Regions from separate parts of the Anas platyrhynchos genome. Here region 2 is linked to region 1. A link is a contact called in public Hi-C data. All regions are on one chromosome and are shown on one strand. Each heading gives the region's core, a stretch centred on a gene start, on an enhancer-like site or on the middle of the called end of the contact. The rest is flanking DNA. Distances are from core to core; before and after follow the strand shown. Region 1 holds the start of HSPA13 (heat shock protein family A (Hsp70) member 13). Region 2 overlaps LOC140001446 (a long non-coding RNA gene).

Evidence for each region. Hi-C and Micro-C count contacts between places; a contact is called where the count stands out from the background.
Region 2: a contact with region 1 is called in a Hi-C map of liver, with 3 times the contacts expected there. The contact joins the enhancer-like site here to the promoter of HSPA13 in region 1. A contact is called at or near these places in 4 of 8 Hi-C or Micro-C datasets (F1 follicle, liver, skeletal muscle and 1 more).

The regions. Positions count from the first base shown.
Region 1 is chr1:103,207,465-103,212,119 of IASCAAS_PekinDuck_T2T, reverse strand. It overlaps HSPA13 (heat shock protein family A (Hsp70) member 13), which reads left to right and starts at 1,389. Exons shown (of 5, transcript XM_027449302.3): 1 at 1,389-1,495; 2 at 1,669-1,992; 3 at 2,928-3,074; 4 at 3,616-3,783. The coding sequence starts at 1,471.
Region 2 is chr1:103,704,474-103,709,088 of IASCAAS_PekinDuck_T2T, reverse strand. The region is part of intron 1 of LOC140001446 (a long non-coding RNA gene); the gene reads right to left. Among named protein-coding and RNA genes, the nearest start is that of USP25, 60 kb to the left of the region's middle. Within about 2 kb of position 2,333, at least 2 of the 8 cell types and tissues checked have an H3K27ac peak or open chromatin away from gene starts, as enhancers often do.

The DNA of each region.
Region 1 (4,655 bases), core at 140-2,639:
ATTCCCTTTTCTCAAGGTGCAGGAATACAGCTGATGCAAAACATTCAAGAAATGAAAACAAGCTTTATTTGATTCCACTCACAATGAATACTTGAACTGTGTTTAACACATCGCAGGTCTATGTTTTCAGCAGTACTCCCCAGTGTAACAGTTTGTTGTTTTTTTTTTTTGTTTGTTTGTTTGTTTGTTTTCCTCCTGCAGATACCTGTTCCTATCTGATGGGAGACTGGAGACTGTTGTCAAGCCAACCTCTGCTCATATATTGTAAGAATAATTCTCTCCCTCAAGCTACTTGTAGATTTAAACATGTTTACCTCCACCTATCAAAGCACTGGGGAAAAACATTATCCCCTTGAAGGAAATTAATGCCCCCAAACCTTTTGAAATGCTTTAGAAAGCTTACTATCAGAGTGAATAGATGTACTAATAAGCATAAGCAGGCACTTGGCCCTGAGGTGCGTAGTTACATGTCTACCTTCTGCTCAAATCAGTGGCAGGTAATGTTGAGGGCCAGATGCGTGGTCACCAAGAATTTATCTGTGCAGCAGCAGAGCCCCCACGGACAACCAAATCAGCAAATATACCAGAAAGTGTTCAGCTGTAGTAGTGCAAGTCTCCACAGAGCCTCATCCGCCCTAATTCTGCCACATGCAAGGAAGCTACCTTTATCACAGTGACAGGCTTTTTAAAAGGAGTTGTAGGGGTCTGAGCTTGTATTGCCCATTTTCAGGTGAGTATGTCAAAAACTGCGGTACAGGCAGTACTTTCCTTCCATTACAGGGATATGGCTAAAATATAACATTTTAGAAACAATCAAACAAACAAACAGGCCTGCCTTTGTTTCCCCCCCATCCATGCTTATGTTCCTTGCTAGGTAGTCAGAGGGGCAGAGAATACCCACAGCCTTCCCCTTCTGACTAAATTAGCCTAACAATAATAATAATAATAATAATGATGGTGGTGGTGGTGGTGGTTTTAATGCAATTAATACTGAGAGCTTGATCCAGAAGACACTCTGGTAACGCCCCAGAAAACAAACACAAGCCCTGTAGGACTGTCTCTGCCTATTTTGCAGATGCATGAGAAGCCAGGCATCTTTCTGTAGGTGCAGGAATATCCATGAGCAGGCCCTGGTATCTCATGGGAAAGATGCAGGAGAAAAATGAGGCACTTTGGGACTTCGCCTGAGCACTGGTGCTGAAGATCAAATGTCGCAGCCAAGGGACTGCCCCCCCCCAGCTCCCCCCCCAGCTCCCCGCTCCTCCCCTCCGCTGCCGCCGAGCAGAGGCAGCTCCCAGCGGCCCGGAATGAGGCGCGCCGCAATGCCTCCTGGGAGTTGTAGTTCCCCCGCGCGGGCCTGCACGTGTGTATCGGCGGGGCGGGCGAGCCGCGCGGACCACAAGTCCCGGCGTGCAGCGCGGCCCGGAAGGCTCCGTCAGCAGTGGGCGCTGAGCGGTGCGGCGGGCCGCGATGGCGGGGCAGATGGCGGTGCTGGGTACGGGCTGGGTTTGGCGCCTCACGGGGGGGTGCGGGGCGCTGGGGAGTGTCCCGGGGGGCTGCGGGTAAACCCGGTAACGATAAATAAATAAAGTAGTGAGTAATTAAGCGGGGCCGTGCGGTGCAGCCGCTCACCCCGCGCTGTTGTTTCCTCCCCCCCCCCCTCCGCAGGCTCGGCCGTGCTGGCGCTGCTGCTGGCCGGGTACCTGGCGCAGCAGTACCTGCCCGCGCCCGCGCCCAAGGTGATCGGCGTCGATCTGGGCACGACCTACTGCGCCGTCGGCGTCTTTCTGCCCGGCACGGGGCGGGTGAAGGTGATCGCGGATGGAAGCGGGCGCCACAGCATCCCCAGCGTCGTGTCCTTCACCGGCAGCGGAGTGCGCGTGGGCTACGAGGGCCTGGAGCTGGCGGACGCGGACCCGCAGAACACCATCTACGACGCGAAGAGGTTCATCGGGAAGGTGTTCACTCCGGAAGAACTGGAAAGCGAAAGCAGTAGGTATCCGTTTAAGGTAAGTGGCCGTCTTCATCGCTTCTCTGCAAGCAGCAGTGTGTGTAAAGCTCCCGCCAGTAACCAACGAGTGAGCAGGTTCTCTGACCCTGAGCCATTGGGCGAAATCTGGCAGGCCTGGAAACAGCAAGACTTCCACCAGTGTTTACTCCTCCCTTCTCAGGGTATGTTGCGTAGTGCTGCATGAGAGCTGGTAGTGGTTTTCCAGAGGACCCTGTCCTCTACGACGAAATGTGTTCCTGGGTAACGTGCCAACCCCTTGTTTTAAAGTGCAAACATCAGCATGAAGTTCTGTTCTTTAATGAAGCGTCATTTTGCTCTGAGATAAAAAGGGGGAAAAAGAAGTCTAAAAGTCAACATATTTTCTGTCCCAGTGCATTTTTCCCTAGTACTTCTAAGTGCTAAATTGACAAGCAACAGATTTTGAGAGCTGTTATCTAAAAAAAAAATAAATAATAATATTGTATCCATTTAGGATGGTGCTATGGTGAAGTATTTTCTGTAAAGAGACTAAATTTCAGCTACTGCAAACAGTCTGTATTCTTGTTCAGAACAGTTCCAATACCAGCCTGCTTGCTTCCTTTTGCAACAAAGAACTTGTGGGCAGGTTTATCAGTAAACTTAATGATTAAAAAAGGCATTACTTTCACCACTGAAGGTGTTGTTGTGTCACATAACATTAAAGTTGATGATGTAGTTGCTAGGTCTTAACTTTTTTTAGTACATCTTACCTGGTCAAAGGAGTTGTCAGTATTCTGAATATACTCCGACCCCTTATGTTGCAGGTTTTGCATAGTACTCACAATCAAAGAATAAACGTTACCAATGGGCTGTGTTGCTCTTTCCTCCTAGATTTTCAACAATGGTGGATCAGCTGAATTTTCTGTGACAACTAACGAAACCTTTCATGTCACTCCAGAGCATATTGGCTCTCAGCTGCTACTGAAATTGAAGAGAATGGCAGAAGACCATCTTGGCATGCCCATTTCGAAGGCAGTCATCTCTGTGCCAGCAGAGTTTGATGAAAGGCAACGGAATGCTACTGTTAAGGCAGCTAACCTTGCAGGTGATGTCTCTATCACAGCACTTTCTTTTGTGGAGCCTTAAGGTTATCTTCAGATTTATTTCACTAACAGTAAAGGCTATGTTTTTTTGTTCTGTTTTTTTAATGACTGCTAGCAATTGTGAGGAATAGCAGAGAGCTCTTGAGTACCAACAGATGCAGTAGACTAATGCAAATATAGGTAGCTAGAAGAACTAATTTTACTTAAGGAAAATAGTATTTTTAGTAATCTATAAATAGAACATACAGAGCACCCTTGGACATAACTTATACACAAATAAAAGGTTCTGAAATAAATCTACTTAGAATGGAGAGAACATGTTTGGGCAGATCGTGATTCATGCGTTCATCGTGACACTGAAGTAGTTAGGCTTAAATAAGGAAAAGAGTTTTCTAAGCAATAATACTTGATATGAACTGTTTACCTTCATGTTTTGCTTAAGTTTAATTCAAAATAGCTAATGGCAAATGCTGCGATGTGAAAACTACTTTTTTTTTTTTTTTTTTTTTTTTAAGTCTGTGACCGTTGCTTTGCTCTTTTTAGGGCTAGAAATCTTGAGAGTAATCAATGAACCCACAGCTGCAGCTATGGCTTATGGACTACACAAAGCTGATGTGTTTAACGTTTTGGTGGTGGATTTGGGTGGAGGAACTTTGGATGTGTCTCTGTTGAACAAGCAGGGAGGGATGTTCCTCACGCGAGCCATGGCAGGTGAGAAAAATGCTTTACTTTCTCAGGGGGTAGTGGGAAGAGAAGGCTGCACCTGAAGTCACCAATAGGGAAGTTATTTAAAACATAGCACTCACAAAGAGTTCTCAACTGCCCTTCACATAAAACTAGGTTTGCAACTGCTTTCACCAGTTAAGAGAGATTCAGTTTTTAGCTGGCCACTGTCCTGGGTCTGTCCCCTCCCAGCTCTTACTGCACCCCCAGCCTGCCCGTTGGCAGGACAGAGCAAAAGGCTGAGATGTCCTTGGCTTGGTATAAGCACTGCTCTGCAACAATTAAAACATCGGGGTGTTATCAGCACTCTTCTCATCCTAAGCCAAAACACAGCATTCCACCAGCTACTAGGAAGAAAATTAATTCTGTTCTAACTGAAACCAGGACACCACTAATCATTGTGGATTAGTTTTATCTGTAGCTGTTGATTTTTGTGCCTACTAGTACAAGTGCTGCTGCATATTACAACTGATCTGTTCTAAAGCTTTCTGTTACCTTTGTCTGAGCCGAGAGTGTTTACTGAATTGTTGATAGGTACTTTGGAATGTCCTTGTTTTGCAATTAGCTCCAGCATGGTTGTGTAGGCTTTGGAAACTGTGTTCTGTTAACCTAGAAGCGTTTTTTAATACATATATGCCAAAATGATTTGTCACTTGGCAAAGAGTTCTGGAAACAAGCAATATTTAGTAAAACTGGAGTGACTAGGCAACTGCTCAGTGGGTGACCTGGATTCAGACAGGTCTGAGATGCAGTGCTACTTTCAGTGTTGCCTTGAGTAAGTTTTATTGTCAGCTGCAGCTCTGTCCAGTAAGAGTGGAACAACAAAAAGTACTCAGCTACTTCATTCTGATCCATTTGCA
Region 2 (4,615 bases), core at 1,084-3,583, 500 kb before region 1:
TTCTGCTCTAAGTGCTGTTCTTTGACCTTTTCCCCCCTTTGTATAAATTTACAACATGTACACTAATAAACACTTAAAAAGCAATCCTTTTTCCCTATCTTGCTCTCATAAAAAAAAAAAAATTCACTACCAAAGGTTTTTCTCTAAACAGGCGTTTCTCCCTGGAGGCAGGATGAAAGGAGAAACAAGTGACAGATGTTAGCTGTTTTGGTTAATGCACTATTAGAAGGCACTCAGACACTATGGTAATGAGGGCATTATAAAAGTCCATGTGGAAGAGAACAGAATAGGCACATTGCATGTAACATCAGAGGCACAATTGCATACAGCTTGTTTTCTGCACCTTGCTAAAGAGCCTTGTCTGCTAGCCAAGCCACTCCGCTTGTTCTGTCCTGCTGTTGGCGACAATGGGACAGAGATACACGCAGGGTGAGCGCTCTTTCAGAGAATGGATATTCTCTCTTCAATGTCCTAAAGCACTCAAGGGATTAAACAATAAGAATCAGAGCCAGAACTGGCATTTTAATGGGGAACAACGAGTTTGAAAATTCCCATAATTTGGCCTTTTAGCACCATCTAAAAAAACTGCACGCAAAGAGGGACAGAGGGGGAGACAGAGAATGTACTCTGGCCTGACTTATGGGAAATTCAGCATGTGTTTTAATGAGGGGTAGGTTAAAGTCAGAGCAGGAGGCCTTGCTGGAGACATTTTCCTCATGCAAAATTCTGACATTTCAGACCTGCTTTCACACATTCCTTGAATAGTTGTCATTACTCATTATCACGTTTATCATTACAAGTATAAAGCAATGAAGTGTCAACGAGGGGAAGGATTAAAATAGGCTTTACCTTGCAAAGGTTACTCTGTGGCATCTTGTTCTAAGAGGGGAAAAAGAAGCCAAGCTTCTGACACCAAAAAGGATTCCTTGGAGATGTTGTTCTACCAAGACCAACACTCAATTACCCTGCTCCTCTGCAGACCGGCATAAAACATTGACCTGATCTTGGGGAGATAATAGCCTTCCCCCCCCCCCCCCCTTACTGGACATTTTATTCTCTACAGGTAGCATCAACTGCACAGTTCAGCTCTTTCCTCCCATTTTGGAGGAAAGTCAGTACGGTTTTCATGTATGGCAATAAAATACTTCACCAATAACAACCTGACAGTCAGTTTCTGAATCTATTTGTGGCAAACTACCATGGAATAACTAGGGTGAATGGAAAGCAACACAGTTACTGAGGTGTGGAGAAGGGTGAACACTTGGCATGCAAAACTAGAAGGGCTGAAATTATCTCCTTACAGATGTCACTCACTAAACCAGGGTCTGTCCAGGAGGAGGTGATGCTCAGACTAGATCACAGGATTCTTTGCTCTGCTGTGTTAGAACTGCTTTGTGCTCTCCTTCCCTCATTTTTTATTTTTTAAATATATGTGTCATATTTTATTATATATAAATATAAAATACACATTTTTTGAGCCTGACCTCTTTGCCAGGCAGCTTCATGACACAGCCAGCACACAGGGAGAACGGCAGAACACTGTGGCAGAAGGCAAAATGAGCAGACACAAGGCAAAATGAGCAGGAACCAAGAGACGGTGGTTAAGAAAGAACTGTGAAGTATTGCTGCTCACTGCACTGCTCATGAAGTAGAACTGGCTCCTAAAACTATTCCAGTCCTAAATTTGGTGACATATGCTGTATGCTGGGAATTGGAATTGTGCACTTAGAACTGCTTTAATATATTTTTTTTTAATAGAAAGAAAACTGGCATTTCACAAATAGTAAACCTGCTATTTGCAAATGAACTTTAAGAAAAATGCATCAGTTAATAGAAGTCTCTGTCATTAAGCCAAATGCAAACTCAAGTGAATAAGATTGCCAATTATCAGTATAATTTTGAAAGAAAGGTATTCAGAACTAATTGTATGCTTCACTTGGAGAGCCAGCTTCTATCCCTTTGTATTTATGGTGCCATCTTCTATCCAAATGACAGAATTATGGTGTTTTTTTTTTTTTTTTTTTTTTTTTTTTTTTTAATATGGAATTTTCTCATCTGAAAAAAATTAAAGCCTTAGTAAAAAAAAAAAAAAAATCAAAATCAAAAAAAAAAGCTATCCTCTTCAAATTAAACCTGTCAATTACTTTTTGATGCCACCCCATTGTGACCAGCAGAACAGTCAGAATGACCAGAAAACCTGTTGAGAATGGTAGGAAAATTGCTGATTCTGTACACACACATAGTCCTGATGTGTAAATCGCTTACTTCAGTGTTGGAAAGAGCCTGATCCTGCTTACATCAAGAGGAATGTTAAAACTTCTCTAGCTACAGAAAAGCTGCTGCATAACATTGCCTTTACTCATGTACTCCTCCAGTGCAAGTCTACAAAGCACTGAAGGATCTATTTTGCTTTCTCAAGAACTTGCATTACACAAGTGATAAAGTGCTGCATACCATGCTGACAGTGGAAGAATACTTAAAATAGTGTATGCAATATAGCCTGTGATACAAAAAGCTTTCTGTGGGAATGGGTAGTGCCCCCACTCATGCAGAATATCATATTAACCTCTGCAACATAAAATGTCAAATGCACATGCCACTATGTAGACCAAATGAAAAGAGACATTGCTTGATTTTGAAAACAATTTGATTTCCATTTCCTGATCACAGATTCATAGATTTAAAAGGCCAGAGGGACCATCATGATCTTTCTGTCTGACCTCCTGTATCACACAGGCCAGGAAACCTCACTCATTAATTTCTGCCCCAAGACCATAACTCCTGCTCGTGTGAATACAATTCTCTCAGAGACAGATTGAGTGCCTGGTACCACATCCACGAGTAAACTAGGACAGGGTAATTTTGTGCACTTGCTAAAACTATCTAGTGGGGGATGTGTTTTTTTCATGAGCTTTGTTTAAAACTTCTAAATGGTTTTGCCACTGTCTCTGACAAATGAAGTCCCGCACTTAGTCTGTCAGCAGTTAAAAGCACAGCAATACATGTTTCTCCAAGAACCACCTAACCCTTGGCCTCTGCCAATGAAGGTGCCAGGTTTGGTGGCAGTTTCTGTAATACAGAGAGTTTTCAGCTCCAAACTGGACAGACAAGTTAATTCCCTTCACACGGACCACTGAACAGCCATCAGGTGATGATAAATTTCAGCGGCTGTTCACCTGCACGGTGTTCACTTTTGTAAATGTAAGCCACTGAAATATTGTAATGTTCTATATGGAGTGTTATTACTGATGTCTCCTAACAACTCATTTTCCCCTAATAAGTTATAAGCAAAATTTACCATTCTAGATACTAGTTAAAATAGAATGAAGGTGTAATTTACCATATAATACAGTATACTTATGTTATTTCACAGTAGCCCTCACCTTTAAAAGTATGCCATAGTACAGATCCTGTGGTATTTTATACAATACAACTCTTAAGATAACTCCTGTCACTACACTTTGATACTTTGCATTTCCTGTAAATTAATCTTTAGTTTCCAACTGTTAATCTATGGAACTGCAATGTACAATATAAATGAGATCTTTTAAAAATAGCACAGTAATATAATGAATTAAAATGACAGTAAGGAAAAAAAAAAAAAAAAAAACACCTCACCATTGTGCCAGAAATCAGTTTAAGATGCTGGCTTAGTCCTTTTTAAATGAAATTGAATTGATGAAGTTAAATGCGGTTCTTGCACAGAAAAATATGTATGATAAATATTTATGTGGTCAGCACTTTAGAAGTAACATATATTTGCCATGTAAACCTATATAATCAAAACGTGGGATATCTTTACTGTTTTTATGCAGGATATAAATAATCATATAAATAATCATAAGATTGCAGTGAATGAAAAATAGAAGAGTTTTGTCCCATATAAAACGACATTTATTAGAAGATAACAGTATGTTGTTAGCCCTTTTGTCTGAGAGGTGAGCTAATTTTCAGTGGTGTGGCTTTATTTACTTAGAGCTAGAAATGAGTAGTTATCTTTGCCGATAATGTTATTTATTTGTGTATTTTACACATACAAAAAATAAATAAATCACCATATCCATACATTTGCATGCAGGAGGATTCAAATAGGTGGTATTTCTTTAATTTTTCATAAAAAAAATTATGAAAGTTCCTCTACAGCTTAGTTCTCAGCCCATAAATCTTGATGAAGGCTTTTATCAAAGCCATGTTCCCAATGCTTCTTTAAACTGTGTCTTGGTATTTCCTGCTGCTTCTTTTCCAGTTTCTCTTCACCTCTTTCACTGAAATATTACTCAGCAAAATCTTCCTGACTATTTCTGCTTTTGTTTTGAGGAGTAGTATGCGGTAGCATTTTGCATAACTGCCCTCTTATATATCAGCACTTGGTTTCCATGCTGGAAGACAATGTTTTTTTAAACCACTATAAGCAAACACAGTGCTACCTCCTAACATTTACAGTGAAGCATGGGAGACTCTATATTAATATTTAACCTTTGTTATCACTTTTACATTGTGCTCATGAAAGACAGTAGGGAGAGGAGAAATAAGAAACAGCTTTAGAAACTATGGCGCAGGACAAACACCACACAGAAATGAACACAGCACTTTCTGTACCTTTTAATGGTTTTAC